Linked DNA regions of Mus musculus: region 2 is linked to region 1. Evidence: chromatin contacts called from public Hi-C data. All regions are on one chromosome and are shown on one strand. Each heading gives the region's core, a stretch centred on a gene start, on an enhancer-like site or on the middle of the called end of the contact. The rest is flanking DNA. Distances are from core to core; before and after follow the strand shown. Region 1 holds the start of Ankrd17 (ankyrin repeat domain 17). Region 2 holds the start of Cxcl1 (chemokine (C-X-C motif) ligand 1).

The links. A called contact is a pair of places that touch in the nucleus more often than the background predicts.
Region 2: a contact with region 1 is called in a Hi-C map of Sertoli cells, with 4 times the contacts expected there. The contact joins the promoter of Cxcl1 here to the promoter of Ankrd17 in region 1. A contact is called at or near these places in 3 of 39 promoter capture datasets (the HPC-7 cell line and liver), 1 of 15 datasets of contacts at CTCF or cohesin (the NIH/3T3 cell line), 3 of 484 Hi-C or Micro-C datasets (Sertoli cells, granulosa cells and muscle stem cells), 7 of 115 datasets of contacts at active chromatin or transcription factors (the NIH/3T3 cell line, T-cell acute lymphoblastic leukemia, bone marrow-derived macrophages and 3 more) and 2 of 9 other capture datasets (liver and macrophages).

What each region holds. Positions count from the first base shown.
Region 1 is chr5:90,363,189-90,368,578 of GRCm38.p6, forward strand. Ankrd17 (ankyrin repeat domain 17) reads right to left here and starts at 2,997. Exons shown (of 34, transcript NM_030886.2): 1 at 2,479-2,997. The coding sequence starts at 2,859. Gm9958 (predicted gene 9958) reads left to right here and starts at 3,809. Exons shown (of 1, transcript NR_045618.1): 1 at 3,809-5,300.
Region 2 is chr5:90,888,126-90,893,515 of GRCm38.p6, forward strand. Cxcl1 (chemokine (C-X-C motif) ligand 1) reads left to right here and starts at 3,120. Exons shown (of 4, transcript NM_008176.3): 1 at 3,120-3,255; 2 at 3,345-3,468; 3 at 3,584-3,664; 4 at 4,383-4,996. The coding sequence starts at 3,186. The coding sequence ends at 4,398.

The DNA of each region.
Region 1 (5,390 bases), core at 1,747-4,246:
TAAACTGTGTAGGCCAAAATAATTTTGGGGAAAAAAAAAGTACACTTCCCAAGTCCTGAAAATTAAACTTCTGAAGACATGTAAAGACAGTGAAAGAGAAAAGAAACTATTGCACAACCCAACCCGCCCACCTGACTCCAAGTTGCAGCACACAGCTCAGAGCTTCACCCCTTCACTCTGATCACAGCATGCAGGCCAGTCCTTTCTATCATGCCCATTTCTCATCATGTGTTACAGACATTTCTTTAATGGCTCAGCTTTCTTATTACATATATTTCACCCAACAAATGACAAACCTATTGCTTTACTTGTGAAGATGGCAGTGCAAAACACAGTAAGGATCAACACTGTCTTAGCTGGTCAAAGTACATATTGTACATATTCTCAGATGAAAAACTCAGACCTACAAAAGGAACATACCCACATGCTTCAAGCCATCTATACAACTTGAGGAAATATCAGGTCATGGACAAAACTACCTAGGGAGGTGCAGTTTGTAGCAGAATTCTTCTTTAAGTATTACATTAAGTATACGGCCTTGTTCCAAACCAGAGCTTAATGTTAGAAAACTTAAAATCTTACTACTGGTGGTTTACTCACAGTTGCTAAACCTGAAATTCAGCACCAGTTTTTGAAATAGGTCAGAAGGGAGACAAAATGTACAGATGTCACTGAGTCTCTAAAAACTTTGATTCCTACTTTTGCAACTATCAGACACTATCCTCCAGTATCCTTTAAACCTTGCTGCCCTTATTTTTAAAATAAAGAGGCTGAGCTGCAGAGGAAAAGTCTTTCCCACTTCTGAGAACTATAAAGCTGGCCAATTCTAAGTACCAAAACAGAAAAGGATTCCATCACGTCCTTCTCATCATTGTTTCAATATTAAAGTTTTGCTTTCTCTTTTGTGTTTGTTTGATTTAAGGGTGTCTAGGGCCTTAGGCCTGCTAGACACTAAGCCTTGCCTACATTGCTTACAATGAAGCCTGAGCAACACGCTGTCCAGAATCAATCAATAAGCAAGTACAAACTACCCATACACATTTACCACAATAGGCCCAATAGAAATAACAGAAGGGACAAGTTTGGAGGTATATATATTCCTACTCTTAGAACTTTTTTCTACGATGTAGCTTCATCTAAGGTTAGGGAAAAAATGTTTGTCTTATTGCTAACAGGTGAGCCTCAAGTCTCTTTCCAAGGTCTCTACATAAACAGAACCTGGATGGGAAAGAAGAAATCAAATTAACTCAAAAGCAGCCTTTTACCAGGCTCTAGTGTGGCACGCAGTATTTCTGGATAATTCAATTAGTCTTCTCTTTAGAATCAACTTTTACAGCTTCTTTCCCTCTGCTGCCTCGAGTTACTATTTCCTCCATATTTGGGTGTTTAAAGCTTCCATTTCCTAATATTGACAAAAGGGTTTGTTCTAAAAGAACTAACAACTGGTAGGTCATAGTTTGCTATCAGTATGGTTCATTAAGCTTTTGGGTTAAAAGGAATAAGGTCCTACAACGCCGCCTGTCTGTAGACCCAGGAAAAACTATAAGGAGTTATGAAACCAGATCACTAGAACATAAGGCCTCCCTATCCCAATCACAACCATGCCCGGGTGCAAAACAGACACTTCATCCCTGCTTACTTTACAATAGATAAATAAATAAAGTTAATTAAATAAAAGCGGGGTATGGTTTGATTATTTCTTATTAAGGGAGAACCCGATGGATTATTACACATACACGCAGAGCACCTAACAATTTTTACGTACTAAGTCACTTGTAAACGCATATGGAGGGATAGAAGATCGGCTCATCCATAAATCTTTCACAAATCGAGGAAGCGAAGAGTACTTCAGCAGCCACGAGTTTAGAGAGAGAGAGAGAGAGAGAGAGAGAGAAAGAGAAAAGAAAAAGCCCTGCAGCAAAACAGTATGGAAAAGTACAGCCTCTCACGTGTCTCTCCCAGATACAAATACTTAGCTCCGAGTCCATTACAATCTTACCGCCCCTCCACAACTGCTCCCGGCCACCTTCCACTGACAGAAAACTACCAAGCTCGCAGTCGGTCCCCCGGAGACTCTCCTACCTATTATCTTACCCCTCCCGCTTTAGCTCCGCCCCCGCCCCGGGAATGAGGTGGCCTTACTGGCCCCAGAGAGACCACCCTTCGGCCCCAAAGTGCCACCCGGGAATCCGACCAATCAATCCCTCCACCCTTCACCCTGCGAAGCAGCATCCTCGGCTAGCCAGCTTCTCGGCAACTCCGTGCACTCTCCGGTCCTCCCACCCCCACGTGTCAGCTACCCTCCCCCACGTCCCCACACCTCACGACTCAGGCCGAGCAAAGAAAGGGGGCAGCCGAAAGCCCGGTCCCTCAGGGCAGATCGTAAGCCCCGAGGGCTCGGTCCCACCGCGAGTCCCCTCCCACCTTAGGCCCTCCACGGTCCCTTCCGCCCTCCTCGAGGTGAAACCAGGCCCTTGCCTCAGAAACCTCCTCTTCCTCGTCGTCGTCGTCCTCCTCTTCCTCGCTGTTGTTGCTGCTGGTGCCGCCGCCTCCTCCTCCTCCTCCACCGCCACCGCCGCCGCTGTTGTCGCTGTCGCTGCTGCTTTCGCTGCTGCTCGGGGGTCGGCAAGTCCGGTTCCGCTTGGCCTTGTGGTGCGGCGGCTGCTGCTGCTGCTGTTGCTGCGGTGGCTTCTTCTTCAGGAGCAGGTCGCAGACTCGCACCATCCCACGAGGAGAAGAGGCCGGGCGAGCCCCGCCGCCGACCTCCGCCGCCGCCGCCGCGGGGGGGGCCGCCACTGCCGCCGCCGCCGGGGGACTCCCTTCTCCCTCAGCCGCCGCCGGAACCGTCGCCTTCTCCATCCCCGCGGGAAGAGGGGGTGGGGGACGCGGACGGGGGAGGGGCGTGGGGGGGCTCCGCTCTACCGCGACTTCGGTCGCGCCGGGGCCGACACAGCGCTCCGGGCCGCCGCCGCCGCCACCGCCTCGGTCACCTCTACTGCCGCCGCCGCCGCCGCCGCTCCGCCAGCTCTCACCTCGTCTCGCGATACTAAGGGCGGGGAGCTTGGCGGAGGGAGGGAGAGAGGGAGGGAGGGAAGGGAGGGAGGGAGAGAGAGCGGGAGGGCTGAGGGGGGGCGAGGCGGAGCGCGAACGCCGTGCCCGGGAAAGCCGAGCAGGCGTCCGGAAGGAGCCGCCGGGGGAGTGCGCCTGGAGTGGCTTCCTCTGGGGAGACCGAGTCTGAGCGGGGACCGCAAGCAGGGACCGCGGGCGGGCGGGCGGGCGAGCGAATGAACGAGCGAGCGAGCAAGCGGGCGGGCGAACGAGCGCCTGGGTGGCTTGTCTTCTCCGCGCTACTTCCCCCACACACACAGCCCTGCAGCCCTCCCTCCTTCCTTCCTGGCTTCGTATTAGAACGCAGCCGCAGGCGGAAGCGCGGGTGACGCCATCAGCCGGCGCCGCGGCGGCCGCGCGAGCGCGGAGCCCTGCCTGCCTCTCCCAAGTGCAGACTCCAGGGCCGGGGAGTGGGCTCCCCCGCGAGCGAGCGAGCGATCGAGCGTGCGTGCGTGGGCGCAGGGAAGCAGAGGCAGTGGGATGGCGAGCAGTGGGGCCCGGGCTAAGTCGGGGGCGAGCGCAGAAGCGCGGGGGAAGCTGGGCGAGCGCGAGGCCTGGCCCCTCAGATCCGGGAGGTGGGGCCTCGCCCCGGACCTCCTGGATGGACTTTTCCTGCCTGGCCATTTTCTCCACCGCCTAAGCCAGAGAGCATTGGATCTTCCGAGAGAACTTCGTGAGAGGAGAGAGACTGAAGTCAGGTCCAAAAGAAAACTGTTTCCCCTCCACCATCCCTTGGAGCGATCACGTCCTCACTTAGAAAACTCTTGTCCGAGTTTGAGTCTCGGGTCCTAGGCTTCCTAAATCTGACTATTTTGTACACCTTTGTAATGTGCAGGAACGGAATCTAGTGATTTTTAAGACTATACACTTCCGAAGAGGTGGGTGTGGGAGCTGGGCCATCATCGTATGCATTTCTCGGTCTGGATTCTGAGATCATTTTGAGTACTTAGAAAACTTGCAGACCGATTGAAATGTAGCTTTCTTCTTCAAACAGACGTCTCCAGTGTAGCCCAGGCTAGCCTTGAACTGGCGATCTTCCTGAGATTATATGGGTCTGTACACCACCGTGTCATGTTTATGTAGCTTATTGAACTCAGAATTAGCCATTTCTGGGCTAGTACGAGTAGTGACATAAGGAAAATAAAGCAAACATCAAAGACAGATGTACTGGCACAAGATAAAAAAGTCCCTCAACTGACAAAGTTACCATTTTAAGACTTCTAAGTTTAGCTGAGTGCCTGATTTATTTTATTTATTTTTTAATTTTTTTTTTTTTTTGCATTTTCTTTTTAGTACTGGCATACCATATGAAATGTGGGCAGTTGCCAGTACACTACGGAGTACCACAGACGAATTGGTGATGACTAAATCAATTCATTGAGGCAAAACTTCATGTGTCTACTGTGTGTGTTATCTCTGAAATCAGAGTCTGTGTTTCCAGGGGCTTCTCTGTGTGTAATAGTAAATATACAAAATGCTAAACATCTGCCTAAAGCTGAGTTCCAGTATACAACATAATACAGAACACTATTGTGTATCTGATAGCCATGGATTTGGACTGTATGGTTTCAGCGGGATCTTGTCCATTTTCTGTATTCTTCAGCACCTTTGTCTCACTTTCCACCTCCATACCTTTTGCAATCTTTGAGTGCCAGCCCCGTTTTATTATACGACTGACTAACAGTTTCACAAGAAGACTGAGGCCATTGACTGCAAATTCCTTCAATTTTCCAAATGCTAGAGATGGGCTGATCTTTTCTCAGTATGGAGAGAATGACAGAACTCCTTGCCCTCATGCAAGGTCAGTCAACTCTCCAACTATATTCTGGTTTCAGTGTCTCTCTTTGGCCTGTTTTTTGTTTTTCTGATTTCAGTCCTTCACAAAGTTTGGCTCCCTTTTGTAACTTACTCAGGTTCATTCCTTCATAGTTGTACATTATGTATGAAATGCAACTTCGTTATTTGGAAAAAGTTCTTGCTTTGCTGTATAGAAATGAAAGATAATCTTTGGGGGTTTGTCAGGTAAATCCAAACTATTAGGATAGTCAAGTCCCCTGGAATGATTTGTATCTATTTTTGAATATATTTTACTTAGTAAATTTTTACATATTTTCTCCCTTTGTCAGCCTTGTAGCCAAAACTGGCTGGCCATGTATTAGGCACACCAATAAACTAAACCTCATGTGTTTTCATGTGATTGTGTCCAGGTGATTGAATTCTAGGAAATAAAGTGCGTGTTGGTAGTATGCTCAGTTTCAGGCCAAATGGGAGTCCTACTGAAT
Region 2 (5,390 bases), core at 1,870-4,369, 530 kb after region 1:
GATAATTTTTTTTTTATGAAACGGTATGTGATGCCTTCTGATCCTAGTGGGGCCTTCCCAGGTCTTGCAATCCTTTGGTCCATTAATGTCCACTACCTTTGGACCTTCAACATTGTTTTCTCAAATCCTAACCAGAAATCCATCCTCTGGAGCACACAGCTCTTTCACTGGACTTGATTCCTCAGTAAAGTAAACCTACTTTCCTTCTTCAGCGTGACAGTTCCTAAGCTCACCTCCCTGTATCCGCAGCATCTCCATGGATATTGTTTCTTATATTAAAAAATTTAACTCCCCGTAACTCATGTGCTAAGTAAAAAAAATCAATAAAACCCATTAACCTCAACAGATTTATTTACTACTTATTCATTTTATTTACTCTGTTTAATTTTTATCATGACAAAAGAGCCATAAAATTTATCACAAAAAATGTACATCTTGATGATATTTGTATAGTCTTGTGCAACCATCACTGCCATCCATTTCCAAAATGCCTTCATCATATAAATGGAAACCCTACGTCTGTTTGATAACTTCCATGGCTGGAAAGATGGTTCAGTGGGTAAAATACTTGCTGTCCAAGCATTGAGACCTAAATTCACGTGTCCAGCACCAAAATAACGATGAGGAGTGACTGAATGCATGTCTCTATGATCACAGCACTGTGGAGGCCTGGATAGACGGGCAGATGCCAGGGTTCGGCAGCCAGCCAGTCTATCCAAAGCTGTGAGGTTAATGGGGAGCCCTGACTCCAAATCAAGCTGGAAAGCAATCAAGATAAACATCCCAGTGTCAACCACTGTTTCCACATGCACCCTCCACATACATCCAACACACATGCACACACATACAAACAATAATAATAAATTTCTAAATCCCTTTCTCCTGGGCAACCACTATTGTACGTTCTGTATTTATGCCTTTCCTTTTACTGAATGGAATGTATAAAATGTTATTTTTTAGTTTCAATAATTTCATATCTTACTGGTTTGCTTTAGTTAACATTACTTTCAGTAACTTTTACTTGAAGGATACTTTACAGATGTTAAGTGGTTGTATTTTTATATTAGTTCTATGAGGGACATTTTTGAGACTTAATAAAGATTGGAAATGTTTTACATTGACTGTGTACATTCACTCATCCACTTGAGTGTGGATGCGCATATGTTAGTACAGGGGCCGGCTGAGGCATCAGGCGTTAGCTGTCCCTGGAGCTGGAATTACAGATGATTGGGAATTGCCTGATAATTGAACTTACCTCTTTTGCAAGAACAGAACATGCTCTTAGCTGCTGAGCCATTCCTCCAGCCCTAGTGAGCTTCTATTTTTAAGACATGACTCCAGTAGGTTGTTCTGTGATTTGCAGCTTGTATATATCAGCGGCATCCAGCTATAGTAAAACAAGGAGGAATTCTCTTATCACGGTACCCTTCAAAACAGCTAATCTTAGGAAGTTTGGAAACAGGTGTAGTGCTTGGTGAAGGACTCTCCTGTGCAGATGGCTACCATTTCCTTGCAGAGACCTCAGGGAAGAAGGGAGTAAGACTCAGCACAGATGACCTCTGAACTCTCATGGGGCATTAATCCTAATCTGAGTACCCCACCTTTATGATCATTCAATTTGTTGCCAATAAAGTTGTAGAGTACCACGTCTCTTCCTTTATTTGGTAGCTATTTGCAAAATGCTTAAATAGCACCCGGATGCTAGCACATTTCATCTTAGTATATCAGCTCTGTGAAGCAAATGCTACTATTGGCTTTCTTTTACAGATGAGAAACATACTTGAGGTTGGAGAGATTGCCAGTGACCATTGCGTGGGGACTCGTTGAAGCTGAAGTTTTAATCCTAATAGTCAGGCTGCCTCTGTAGCTCCACATGTAGAGTACACCCAGACCAAGGGTTTCTTACATGATAGCTCCAGTTCTCCCTCACAGAGACATAGAATCAATGGATGTTCAGCTAGGATCTACATTCAAATACCAACAATGACAAAAACAAACACAAACAAACAAACAACAATAACGACAACAATCTGGAGACCTAAGACTGCATTCAGGCAGATTCTGAAATTGTTTAAATAGAGAGCAACAAATATGTCAGTAATTATCTAAGTCTGGTGTATTGGCTCCTGAGTCTAAGAAGCACTTGGAAGGTGGGAGGAGAAGGCTTGGAAGTTCAATAGCTAGTTCTAGGTAACCCTGAGTAGTAATTAATAATAATAATAATAATAATAATAATAATAATAATAATATTCAAAGACTCAGTTTTACAATACAGATAGATTCAGATAGCATGAAAATAGTTGTACAAGTAGACTAATAGTTATATAAAGCCATAGCCCTTTGCTGTTAGACTGGTGCTTGTGACATCTGTGGCCTTTTATATCTAGGAACCCCCTCCTCAGCCCAGAAAAAAACCCACAGCTTTCCCGTGGACTTTCCTTAGTCAAAACAAAATATGACCTGCTATACAGCAGGGTAGGGATGCTTCAGGAACCACACCGGGAGTTCGGACTTTCGGGAAGTTCCCAAGCTCAAAAAACAAAGAGGAGATTGCTACAGCATTCTAAAATAAACAGGGACCTAACCTTGACAGTGATCTTTCTCCTCACCCTCTTCACATGCCTCCCTGATACAAACCACCAACTGTGATTTACCACAAAAACAGTTGGCAAAAGCAAACCACCTCACGTGGGATAAGAGAGGGTAGATGTCTTTTTAAAGAATGCGTTAATCTGCCACACTCAAAAAACAAGACAAGCTTCCATCCCCGCAAATCACTGTAGTACACCAAGTGGAATCCTAGGTGGCGTGGCGCCCACGTGCACATAACGCGTGTGACCCACCTCGCCCTGAGCACTGGAGACTCTGAAGTCTCACTACTCCTCCCCCCCCCAACCCCCCAGCCGTCACTTGTCCAGCGAAGCACGTCACTCCCTCCCCTTTGGGACTTTGGGGCAAAAAGCAAAAATCCCAGAGTCTAATCCTTGGGAGTGGAGCAAGGGGGAGGAGCGATGTCCTTTCCGGTTGCAGGGAAACACCCTGTACTCCGGGAATTTCCCTGGCCCGGAGCTCTGGAGTTTCGAGCATAAAAGGGGCTCGCGGGAGCCCTAGAGCTCCACAACAGGACTCAGAGCCTCTAACCAGTTCCAGCACTCCAGACTCCAGCCACACTCCAACACAGCACCATGATCCCAGCCACCCGCTCGCTTCTCTGTGCAGCGCTGCTGCTGCTGGCCACCAGCCGCCTGGCCACAGGTAGGTCTCGCCACTGCCACTGGGGGAGGAGGGACCTCTGGTGAGCGCAGCCTCCCACAGTCCCGCTGACCAAGAGTCTTCTCCCATAGGGGCGCCTATCGCCAATGAGCTGCGCTGTCAGTGCCTGCAGACCATGGCTGGGATTCACCTCAAGAACATCCAGAGCTTGAAGGTGTTGCCCTCAGGGCCCCACTGCACCCAAACCGAAGTCATGTGAGTATCTTCCCGGTTAGCTTCTGCCACTTCCAGACTCGCCCAAACCCTCCCGCGCCCCCACACTTCTCCTAGTGGGAATGCCTAACATGTGGGTCTATCCTTCTCTCTGCAGAGCCACACTCAAGAATGGTCGCGAGGCTTGCCTTGACCCTGAAGCTCCCTTGGTTCAGAAAATTGTCCAAAAGATGCTAAAGTGAGTTGTGACTTGTGTTTGTACCCGAGACTAGAGTCAAGGGTGGGAGTACTGGCATATGACCCCTGAACGTTAATTCTATCAAGGAAAGTCTGTGTTTATCAGGAGGTCGGAAAGTTGTGGTTATTATTTTGGTAATTGACCTTAATTTGAGATCATTAATTGGTTCTGATGCTAGAGAATTGTGTCCTCTTGGACACAATTACTATTGTATATTACACAATTACTATTGTGTATAATTATTACCACACTCAAAACCCCTATGCAAATGGTCAGTGGCAACAGTTCCTAAAAGATGGAGAAGTCGCCAATAGCCTTTAAAAGTCTCCTTAGGGGCTGGCAAAGCATGCCCGAGCCTTCTTTTGCCAGTGAGATTTCCCTGAGTTCAAGGCTAAGGTCTCTGTGAATGTTACATAATTTATTGAATTTAAGCCAAGTAGGGGAGATAATAGCAGCTATATCACAGAGTTGTGAGTGAGAGAGGATTAAAGTCACACTTGTAAATTAACCCATGCTGAAGTAGGTTTTTGTTTGTTTGTTTTTGTTTTTGTTTGTTTTTGTTTTCCAAGTCAAGTGATTGACTCCACAGGAACCGACAGTACAGAACTCTGGGTGCAAGTGTAGACATGTAGAAAGCCCATCTGGAGCCTCAGGGGCTGGAATAAAAGAAGAAAGGCTTTGATGACTATTTGTAACAATGACTCTTTTCTGATTGCAGAGGTGTCCCCAAGTAACGGAGAAAGAAGACAGACTGCTCTGATGGCACCTGTCTGGTGAACGCTGGCTTCTGACAACACTATACAATTTCTTTTGAGGGTCCTATTTATTTATGTATTTATTTATTCCACAAAGTGTGTGGTTTTTATTTTACATTAATATTTAACAGTGTGGATACATTTCATCGATGGTAGTTCAGTTCTGCTTGTTCAGTTTAAAGATGGGTAGGCTTAAAATATTTCATTAAACTAATATTTATTGGGAGACCACTAAGTGTCAACCACTGTGCTAGTAGAAGGGTGTTGTGCGAAAAGAAGTGCAGAGAGATAGAGTTTAGTATTATGTTTTGTATGTATTAGGGTGAGGACATGTGTGGGAGGCTGTGTTTGTATGTCTTGAAAAGAATGTCAGTTATTTATTGAAAGTCGTCTTTCATATTGTATGGTCAACACGCACGTGTTGACGCTTCCCTTGGACATTTTGTGTCTAGTTGGTAGGGCATAATGCCCTTTTACATTCTTTAACCCTGTTTCTCCTGGTCTCGTCTCGCTCGGGACAGAGACGTTCAAAGGACTGTTACAAATGAAGTAAAAATAAAAGTTTTATTAAAAAAAATAACATGGGTGCTTTTTGTCTTATTCTTCTTGACATGGTGGTTTGTAGTTAATCTTGTACCTATGATGGCTGGAATTTCTTATGACTTGCATACTTGAGGAGGAGCAATTGCTACCCCTGAAAAACACATTCTATGATTCCCCAACTTTCTTGATAATTTCTAGCTCTACACTGACCAATTTTTTTACTCAAAAAAAAGTTCCTTTTTTTAAAAAAATACCTTTGCTGTTATTATTGTTTAATTTTGAGAGAGGGATTGTCTACGGCCAGACCACCCTGAACGAGCTCGATCTCCTCTTATCTCAGAAGCTAAGCAGGATCGGGCCTGGTTAGGACTTGAACGGGATAGAGGGGTCGTGCAAAGCTGTCTAGACTGGCTTTGAACTCTCAGTCC